Linked DNA regions of Zea mays: regions 1 and 3 are each linked to region 2. The links are chromatin contacts, called in public Hi-C maps. All regions are on one chromosome and are shown on one strand. The core of a region is the stretch at or near the end of the contact, and the rest is flanking DNA. Distances in the headings are between cores, read along the strand shown.

Region 1 (3,508 bases), core at 93-2,592, 460 kb after region 2:
AATTATGCAATTGGGTATACTGCGTAAAAATCTGTTACCAGCTGCATGCACATGAATTTATGATGGAAAGAATATGCAATAAAAGGAAATGAATTGCATGCATAAAAACAAAAAATCGCATTTAATGTTTTATTTCCTTCATAAATATATGATCCCTCCAACAGTCATGCAGCTAAACGCATTAGAACTAGTTTATAATGTATACGACACGGTGTAGGTATTTATGCAATTCCTTACACTGCGTAAAAAAACGGGCATGTTGTTTACTGGTGGACGCATATCCGGGTGAAGCGTAAAAACCTTAAGTTTTGAGCATAAAATCCCTTAATTATAAGCGTAAATACCGAGTCAATGAGAGGTTGATAGCTCTAATAGGTTGTTATTACGATCCTATTTTTATGACAGATCCTAAAAACATGGCAGCCGCATGCATTCAGTTTCTATTTTTATACATATCCAAAAATTATGGCAAAATCGTGGGAGTTTCCATTGCATGCGCGCAAATTACGAACAACATAAATTAAGGAATTGTCTTTCCAATGTGCATACAGTAAACTGATATACGAACTCCGTGTTCAAGCATAAAATCATACAGTTTTTAGCGTAAATAGTACATGTGGTAGGCATAAAACGCAATAATCGAAAAGAAAACTGTGCCGGATCGGAGGATGTCATGCGTGATCATCGCTGCGCGCATCTCGCGCCTTCCGTGACGTCGCTCGCTCGAACATCGCGCCTCATGCGTCGCCGTCGCTACTCGCACGTCGACGGGCGTCACTTGCTCGCCGGCCTTGGAAGTGCCGCCTCCTCGGAGCTTCGGGGATGCCGCCGCTTGCCCGCACAAGGGCCCCGCTGCGGATCGAGGAACCTCCGCCGCCGCGCGTCGAGGTAATGGAGTTGCGGCCACCGGCCTGGGAACCGCCGCCACCGTCGCTCGCCCTCTGGATCGAGGACCGCCGGCCTGGGAACCGCCGCCACCGCACAAGGGCGCTGCCGCCGCTCGCCCTCTGGATCGGGGGCCGCCACCGCCGGCCTGGGAACCGCCGCCACCGCATGTCGAGGTTGGGGAGCCGCAGCCACCGCCGCGCGCACTATCGGGCAACCGTCGTCGCTAATGAATCGAGATGGGGCGTGAAAAACTGATCCCTAGCACTATGGATTTTCTTTTATAGACGTCTGTACCTGATCCGGTTCGACCGGATTGCACTGTCTGGCCTGGGCTTCCTTTAGTTATTGGAAGCACAGGGCTCCTATATATATATATATATATATATATATATATATATATATATATATATAAAGCTAGAGAAGCAAGGTAGCAGCTATATATAGACACCTAGCTACGATGATTGAAGCAACAGGACAATCGATGAAGACGAACCGTCCAACGAACCAGCGAAACCGCGCGAAAAAAGGCCATGCATGCGTGCGTTGGAGCAGAGCCAAGAATGGAGGACCGCTAGCTAGCTGTTGGCATGCATGCATAAAAGGCCCCTGCCGGCAGCCCTTACCCTCCTTCCCAACACTGACGACGTTGGCAAGAGAGGAGGGCCGGCGTCGGCGTGCCTAGCTCGATCTTGAACCATAGCTAGCCAGCATGGCGCCCAGCAGCAGCATAGCAGTACTGCTGCTCCTCGTCGTCGCCGTCGTCCTCTCCAACGTCCCCTCCTCGGGCGCCCTGGCCTCCTCGTCGTCGTCTCTGCTGCACCAGTCGTCTCCGTCTGAGAGTGAGACTGAGACCGACAGTAGCAGCGGAGAATCTACTTCGTCGTCGTCGTCGGAAGAGGCCGGCGAGAAGGAGAAGGAGAAGGAGCAGGAGATGGAGAAGGCGGTCGCGGCGGAGAAGGCTGCCCAGCAGGAGCTGCTCAAGTACGCCAAGGAGAAGGGCATCGTGTCACCGACCAACGGCACGGGGTGGTACAAGGGCATCGCCCGGGAGTTCGTGGACGCCCACAACGAGCTCCGCGCGCGCTACGGCGTGCCGCCCATGAAGTGGGACAGGAAGCTGGCGCGGCAGGCGCGGCGCTGGTCCAACCGCATGCGCAAGGACTGCGAGCTCGTCCACAGCGGCCACAAGTACGGCGAGAGCCTGTTCAGGAGCCACGACGACTGGAACGCCACCGCCAAGGAGGCCGTCTTCTGGTGGGGCAAGGAGGAGTCCATCTACGACAGGGACACGGAGCAGTGCACAGGCGGCAGGGCGTACAAGGAGTGCGGCCACTTCGCGCTCATGGTCGGCAAGAGGAGCACCAAGGTGGGATGCGCACGAGCAGAGTGCTTCAAGGGAGGCGTCTTCATCACATGCAACTACTATGCCACGGACCTCAAGAAGAAGAACAAGAAGAAGAAGAAGAGCACCACCAACTGAACTCATGATTTCCAGCTAGCTTCTTCCAGTTTTGAGCCAAGCATGGATCTTGTACAATTAATTGATCTCAGTATACCTTCAAAATTATCATCACTACAATATATAATTCGCCCAAGCATAGATATATAATAATCAATCAGTTCATCCATAGCTTGAGGACCCGATCCTTGCCACCAGACGCCACCTTTTCACCGTCAGGGCTCCAATCCACGGTGTACACCTCATCCGCGTGGCCCGGCAAGTCCATTTTCAACTTGTGTGTTCGAATATCCCAGATCTGAAATGCATTCATTTGGTGAATCGGCAAAAGTACAAAGTTTTTCTTTTATATACATATATATATGACAGAGTAAGTGCTGTCCAATGAACAACACAACAGTACAGCTTAAGTCAAGTGGACAACCTTTAGAGTGGAATCCTTGCTTCCACTTAGTAGAAGCCTACTGTCGGCAGACCAGCTACAGAGAAATAATGTGCTGTCATCATCCTTTTCCTTCAACAACAACAACAACAACAACAACAAAACTCACCTGATCTGGTAGACATCTGCAACGTGCCCTCTGAATGCTGCAACAAATTTACCTGTGATACCATTCCACAACTTGACAGATTTATCAAAGGATGCACTTGCCAACCATTGTCCATCAGGGGAAAAGTAAACATGGTTTACAAGCTGCAAAAAGAAACAAACAAATCATCACCTACAGTTGCATATAACCAAACAATTAATTAGTTACACAGCCTAAGAAAAGAAACATTTTTGTCTGGAGGCAATACCTTCTGATGACCAGTCATGCGAGCTTTAGGTTGTTTACTAATTGTTGGTTCCCAAAGAAACATTGTAAAATCATCAGAACCAGAAACTAGTCTCTCCGGAGCATTACCCCTCATCTTCTTGTATCTCGCAAGAGCAGCCTAAATACAAAAGGTTCTCAGGTGAGGAGGAAAAACATTCCAAAACATAACATTTATATAAAAAAAAAGGCCAACATATATTATATGTAATCTTGAGCCAAAACTAATTTGCTATTAGGATAGACAACAAAACAAAGTGCCATCAATATACCTCTTTCATTTCCTCTGCAGTCGAAAATGTCTTGCCAGTGTGGTCATATGCTCCAGTACGGAGAACATATTCCG
Region 2 (3,128 bases), core at 301-2,800:
ATAAAACTTTCAACAAAGTGTGCATATCATACCGAGCTTTTAAGTGAGATTCCCTTTCCTCGGCACCCGCTATTTCGGTTCGTAAAGTTTCTACTTCGGCTCTAGATAATTCAATCTGCTACCAAATTTTTTTTTGTTAGTGCTTATTTGTGCTACTGCCCCTACCACAGTGAAAAGGCAGAGCACCTGCCACACTTTCTCCCCCCACCCCCCAAAAAAAATCACGATTGCGATATGGAAGTGGGTAACCTTGTCATCATCCTCATTGCTTGTAGACCATCTTATGCGGGGAATGGACAATAAATGCAAAATGGATGCAGCTCCCTTAACTCGTCTTGGAGTCCAGGAACGCTTACATGAACTGTTTACATGAGAAGAAGAACGTGTTATTGTACCCAGAAAAGGCAGAGGATGAGTTGAGCTACAGAATTCCTTTCGCCACAAGTATCACCTTGGTGGACTATCCAGGCTATTCTTACTTGTTGATAGACCGTCAGGTGTCTCCATAGCTTCTTTTGATGGTACAAAGTGTTGGGGGAAGACCTCTATCCGTCCATATACATCATCCATCCAAATATGCAAGTGTTAGAAGCGCATACTCTGTTTACGACAAGGTAAACAATGTTACTGATCTATCACATGGGCTGATGATGAAGTACTCCATTAGGTGATCTATTTATCAAGAGTGCATCAAATAAATTATCTGTGACTCCAAATCTCAACTTGCTAGCCAAAGGATAGCTAATTCATTTCAAGAACCTTTTTTCCCGAATTAAACAAGCACAAGTGTGCTAAGTAATTAGGACAAACTGAACTACACTTGCTACAAGAAATAATTGACAGCAAAATTTCTGTCCTTTTTACTTGTTGAGAAAACTAGGATCCTTCCTGCAATGCGTGCTCATGCCTGAACCCTAAGGAGGTGTTGATGGTACTAGTAATAAGGCTAAGGAGGGACGCATTATAAATTCTTTCTTTTATATAAATTCTAGCAGGAAGGAAATACATGTTCATGTGTGGAGAAGTATCATCATACGGACGCTTGGTCCGGTTCAAATTTAAGAAGCACGCATGGGTCAGTGAATTAGGAGAAGCTGACATAAATGGCAATTGGCAATTGAACTGAAGTTAACTCAACAATTGATGGGAACTACTGATCCGCAAGAAAGTCAAAATTGGAGCTTGCCAGTTGCTAGTGCTAACAGGCTTATCCGGTCCGTCATGACAGCATGGAAAGCATATCAGGGGGGGGGGGGCGCCGACCGAGATCCCAGCCAAACGGACAGGAGAGATCGGCGAGGGCTGAGGTTATGGATCGAGATTCGAGACAGAGCAAGAACAACAGGGAGAAACCGAGGAAGTATGGGATCAAACCTGGGGCGCAGGGCAGCGCAGGCCTCTTTTACTCTCTTCCTTCTGTTTTCCTTTTTTTCTTCAAAACAGATGAAGCAGGTGAGCGGAAGGGAGCAGGCGGACGGCGGTTGGGACGGGAAGGGAAAGGTTGGTGAGATGAAGAAGAAGAAGAAGAAGACAAGGGCGATGACCGTTTTGACCCTCTTGCTGCGCTGCTACTTGCTATGGTAGTGCCTAGTGCCAATGGCCCAATGCATTGCCATACCAAGTTGGGCTGGGCCTCGGAATTGCCAATTTATTTAAGATTCAGTTCATTGTTTGTGCAACGGCCCAAACAATATTTCAGGCTAAGCAGAGTCCGCAGCGGGCCTCGCGTCACATACATGACTAAGCATAGCATGGACGAGGACACGAAAGAAAAACTCTCAGGCTTCCCATACCCTAAATTCACGATTTCTCTTTCCTCCATGGATCTAGGGCCTGTTTGTTTCGGCTTCTGGAGCTTCTGGCCTGCGGACTGCCAAACGCTCAGCTTTTCAGCCAGCTTTTATAAAATTCGTTGGGGCAAAAACCATCCAAAATCACATAAACACATAATCGGTTGAGTCGTTGTAATAATAGGAATTCGTCAATTTCTAGATCCTGAGCCCTATGAACAACTTTATCTTTCTCCACACATAATCGTAATGATACTCAGATTCTTCCTACAGCCAGATTCTCTCCATAGCTAGATTTTCAGAAAAGCTGGTCAGAAAAAAGTTAAACCAAACAGGCCCCTAGTATATGCACATTCGCACGTGCGCTATACTGGAAACGCTCTCGCTCACATTCATCTCAGCCAAGTATTTAAAATATATAGTCTTTTTTTACGAAGGGGCGAAGCCCCCTATTTCATTAGGAAATAGGAAAGAGTTCATTACATCGACAATCATCGCGACCCTACGGTCCGACAGAACCACTACTAGGCCTGACCTCTATTCAGACACCTTACAATATCACTCTAGATAAGTAAAGGGCCTAAAATAGAAGACATAGTTCGACCTGCTACCAGGAACATAAGTATTTCTTATTACAACCACTTCACGACAGACAGACGCAACTAAAGAAACTAGCGCAACCCAACACCAAAAGTACAGGCGATCACATACGCCAGGAACCACAACCTTGATCACCCAGAAATTCGTTTGTCCCTCGGACACCACCCAAACGCTCGGCCAAACGCTTCACTTGATATCTTTCTGATTAGCTTGCTTCCTTGGATCACCATTTTTCGTTCCCTCTTTCTCTGTCGAATAGCCCAGGAATCCAGCAGAAGCAACAAAGAAAAATGACGTTAGAAAGATCAAGCATAATTTTATCACCAAAGCACCAATCATTTCTTATGCGCCAAATTGCCTGAACACCGCACCACAACCAAACAGAAGCAGATTGGCAATCTTATCTTTTGGTTTACTTAACCACTTATCACAAAGGTTGCTGATACTTCTTGGAATTTCCACCAAGTTTAAAGCCACTTGGATCACTCTCCACACGTATCTCGTGATGGGATAGTGAAAGAATAAATGATTAATGGACTCATCACCACCACAGAAACAACACTCTTGAGAACCTTTCCGGTTCCTTTTCTTCAAATTATCTTTAGTAAGAATTTTATTTCTCACCACCAACCAGATAAAAATCTTGATTTTCTGTGGCAACTTGGATTTCCACAAGAACTTGTAAGGAACAGAAACTTGATCCATCACTTTCTTTTTATATAAAGAGTTCACAGAAAA
Region 3 (3,276 bases), core at 179-2,678, 390 kb after region 2:
ATCGTTGTCACTTTCAACATCAAAACTTTTGCTCTCACTTGAGTCTCCAAACAACACAACTAGCATCTCATTAGTAATATTCTCAACATTGGTCCTTTCCATGGCTTCGTAGAAACCAGCATGTGTGGGGTCCACGCTCTTCTTCTTTTCGACCATTTCAGCGTTGATTACAGCAAGAATCCAAAGCTCAAAAACAATCGCGGTTGCAGAGTTAGAAAGCTAAAACAATAACTCAGCACAAAGCTTGATAGCGCGAAAAATATCTTTCAACCCGAAGCCTCATATATATATATATATATATAATATACACACACACACGCAAAACACCACTGAGCGGTGGGGCCCACAGTGCAGAATGTTTCGCTATTCTAGCGAAAGGAAGGTGTTTTTTTGGACCTTCGGCTAAAGGCCTTCGTTTATTTCAAGTTTGGATTTGTTACAAAGAAACAAACTAATACGACAGGGGCTACTGTTGGGGGTCTTCTTCTCCCGAAGGTCCTAAAAAATAAGACTAACCATTTGCTTTCAGCATACTATTGAATATTACAGGAGTTTCGTCGCCAGAGCTTCGACATAACACAAGAGGAGCGAAGCAAGCTTCATCCAACAGGCTTCATCACGGTGAAACGGGTATACAACGTGGCTTCGGTATAACTCAAAGGAAGTATAACGAAGCACACTTCATCAAGCAGGCTTCGTCATAACGAAACAATGAGATGCAAGGAGAAGGTGTTACTCAAGTTATTAAATACAACTGACGACATTGCCCTTATGACATATTGTAAACTCTGTATGTAATTATTGAGGGTATAAATGTAATAGCGTACGAACCCTTGCGATTGTCTATAAATAGATGAACATTACCCCGTACTATTCACGTTGGATTGTAATCGCTCTCGCGTCAACACCTTCAAACAAGCCGAAGATATCACTGCAATATAAATTTTGATAATGTTTATATATTTATCATGGAATAAATATATGACTGGATATCACACTCATGTATTTAAATCCTTATTGATATAAATGATGAGGATGTGTTATTCACGACCTTTGTCTGAAGATTATTATATCCGAAAGGAGATATTTTTTCGAAGGACGAATGTTCTTAACATTTAATAACTGTGTTACCTTGTTCTTGAACATGTGACAAACATTAGGTTTTGAGTATTTCAATTAATAGTGAAATTAAATTAAATTTTAGTTGTCCAAAATGACAGACTTCGATATTTGTTATAATTGTTGAGTTAAATTTTAACAGCATCCATAAACAAGTAAACAACGACTATGTGTGCACCAGTGTCTCCTGTATCAACGGGGTGGTCCGTCTGGAGGAGGTACCGAGGTCCCGCCGTTCGAGAGACGAGCTACGCATTTAAGCCGGGGAGGTCGGAGCAGTGAGTGGGAGTAGTTCAGGGACTGGGAGAGGAGAGGAAGCAGGACCTGGGAGACCTCGCCTCGTCCGTCCTCCTGCCTACTTCCTTGCTTTTGGTAAGTGAAAGTGATTGAAGTGGAGATGCCTCCAATCTGCAGTGCTGTTTCACGCGTAAACCCTGGCCCCCTCGCCGCTGGAAGCCCCCATTGTTCCTCTTTCATTTCTTACCGCTGATGCAGCTTATGGTTTCCTAGGGTTTTCGAGATATTTGGTTTCTTGCATCCAGAGGACGAAGAGCTTTCATAGGGTTTTCGAGACATTGTCCTCACAATCGCATCCATTTTGCAGTGCTGTTTCACGCGTAAACCCTAGCCCCTCGCCGCTGGAAGCCTCCATTGTTCCTCTTTCATTTCTTACCGCTGATGCAGCTTATGGTTTCTTAGGGTTTTCGAGACATTTGGCTTCTTGCATCCAGAGGACGAAGAGCTTTCCTAGGGTTTTCGAGACATTGTCCTCACATTCGCAGATTTGGTTCGAGACATTTGTTTTTTAGGGGTTCACATGTTTCTGGGTGCTTTTGCAGCGATGCGATTCATCTCACAGGGGATGGGGATTCCTACATTACCGTGCCTTTTTTTGGGGAAAAATGCCCACTTTTTGTGTAACAAAAACATAAAAACGAGCCTTGCAGCTGCGATGTCTGCTGCTCAGGTGGTTTCTCAAGAACAAATTTTTTTAACAAAAAAAGCCTTTCTTTTTTCTTACTCTCTTGGAAAGAAGGTACATGGAGCCAATCCGTTAGGTCGCTAACTTCACCAAAGGATTTCATTTTCCGTACCTAAACCTTGTTTCAACAAAATGCTGCCTTTGGCCGGGGGCATCTGATTGTCATTTTAGTCTGTTGATTCTTCAAGTCAATATTACGCTCATTTTATTCAATGTTTCCCGACAGCCAACTACACTTGTATTTCTTTGTTAGTAACGTCCCGCGCTTGAGTCCTTGTGATCTGCACAGTATGATGCTGCCACCAAATGCATGCAGTTAGACAAGCTTAATGTTGCATCTGATAAGACTGTACAACAGATTCGTGTGCCAAATGTGTCCTTGCTACTCAAGGAGGTCATATGGAACAAGTAAAACGAAATTTCTGCATCAGCAATCAGGCACAAGACTGAATGACGTGGTTAGTGCCAATGAGGTGGGGACTTGGGAATGGAATTAGAGTTATAGCTATTCCTATAATTCATCTCACTACAGAGGCTCTCCATCCTACTAGGACTGTACAACAGATTCGTGTGCCAAATGTGTCCTTGCTACTCAAGGAGGTCATATGGAACAAGTAAAACAAAATTTCTGCATCAGCAATCAGGCACAAGACTGAATGACGTGGTTAGTGCCAATGAGGTGGGAACTTGGGAATGGAATTAGAGTTATAGCTATTCTATAGCTATTCCTATAATTCATCTCACTACAGAGGCTCTCCATCCTACTAGAATTTAATCTGATAAAGTAGGCAGAAACATGGAACTTATAATGTCGAAGATTGCATGTATAGAATCTAAGTAACGGAAAGATTCAACTTTGTGATTATATGCTGCTGTTACATGGTATTGGTAAAACATTCTTTCAAGTGCTCATTGTCTTCCCTTGCAACCAATTCATTGTTGTCCTTGTTTCCTTGCAGGTAGGTGCTGCTTGTTTTATCTTGAAATGGGCTCTCATGATGGCGAGGATGAAGAGTTGCCACCCCCCCCTCCGGTGCCACCAGATGTGATTCCCATTAAAGCTGAAGATGCTGTGGGTGAATCACCAGCAAACCATATATTAAAGCCAAAGAGATTACTGATGGACAGGCCTGGTATAGGAAGAAAAGGGCAGCCGACCCAGCTCTATTCAAATC

The links. Hi-C and Micro-C count contacts between places; a contact is called where the count stands out from the background.
Region 1: a Hi-C map of tassel shows a contact between it and region 2, with 1.9 times the contacts expected there. The contact joins the promoter of LOC100502535 here to the promoter of LOC100276315 in region 2. A contact is called at or near these places in 3 of 25 Hi-C or Micro-C datasets (ear, leaf and tassel).
Region 3: a Hi-C map of leaf shows a contact between it and region 2, with 8 times the contacts expected there. The contact joins the promoter of LOC100383316 here to the promoter of LOC100276315 in region 2. A contact is called at or near these places in 7 of 25 Hi-C or Micro-C datasets (bundle sheath, ear, endosperm and 3 more) and 1 of 3 datasets of contacts at active chromatin or transcription factors (leaf).

The regions. Positions count from the first base shown.
Region 1 is chr6:179,923,759-179,927,266 of Zm-B73-REFERENCE-NAM-5.0, reverse strand. LOC100502535 (secreted protein RBT4) reads left to right here and starts at 1,342. Exons shown (of 1, transcript XM_008651878.4): 1 at 1,342-2,518. The coding sequence starts at 1,598. The coding sequence ends at 2,368. LOC100282591 reads right to left here. Exons shown (of 14, transcript NM_001291802.1): 10 at 3,435-3,508; 11 at 3,146-3,283; 12 at 2,899-3,041; 13 at 2,772-2,826; 14 at 2,355-2,645. The coding sequence ends at 2,505.
Region 2 is chr6:180,385,865-180,388,992 of Zm-B73-REFERENCE-NAM-5.0, reverse strand. It overlaps LOC100276315, which reads right to left and starts at 1,550. Exons shown (of 8, transcript NM_001308071.1): 1 at 1,375-1,550; 2 at 452-600; 3 at 250-361; 4 at 33-115. The coding sequence starts at 570. It also overlaps a transcript of LOC100272700 not described here.
Region 3 is chr6:179,995,566-179,998,841 of Zm-B73-REFERENCE-NAM-5.0, reverse strand. LOC100383316 (argonaute104) reads left to right here and starts at 1,428. Exons shown (of 23, transcript NM_001361992.1): 1 at 1,428-1,491; 2 at 3,061-3,276. The coding sequence starts at 3,087.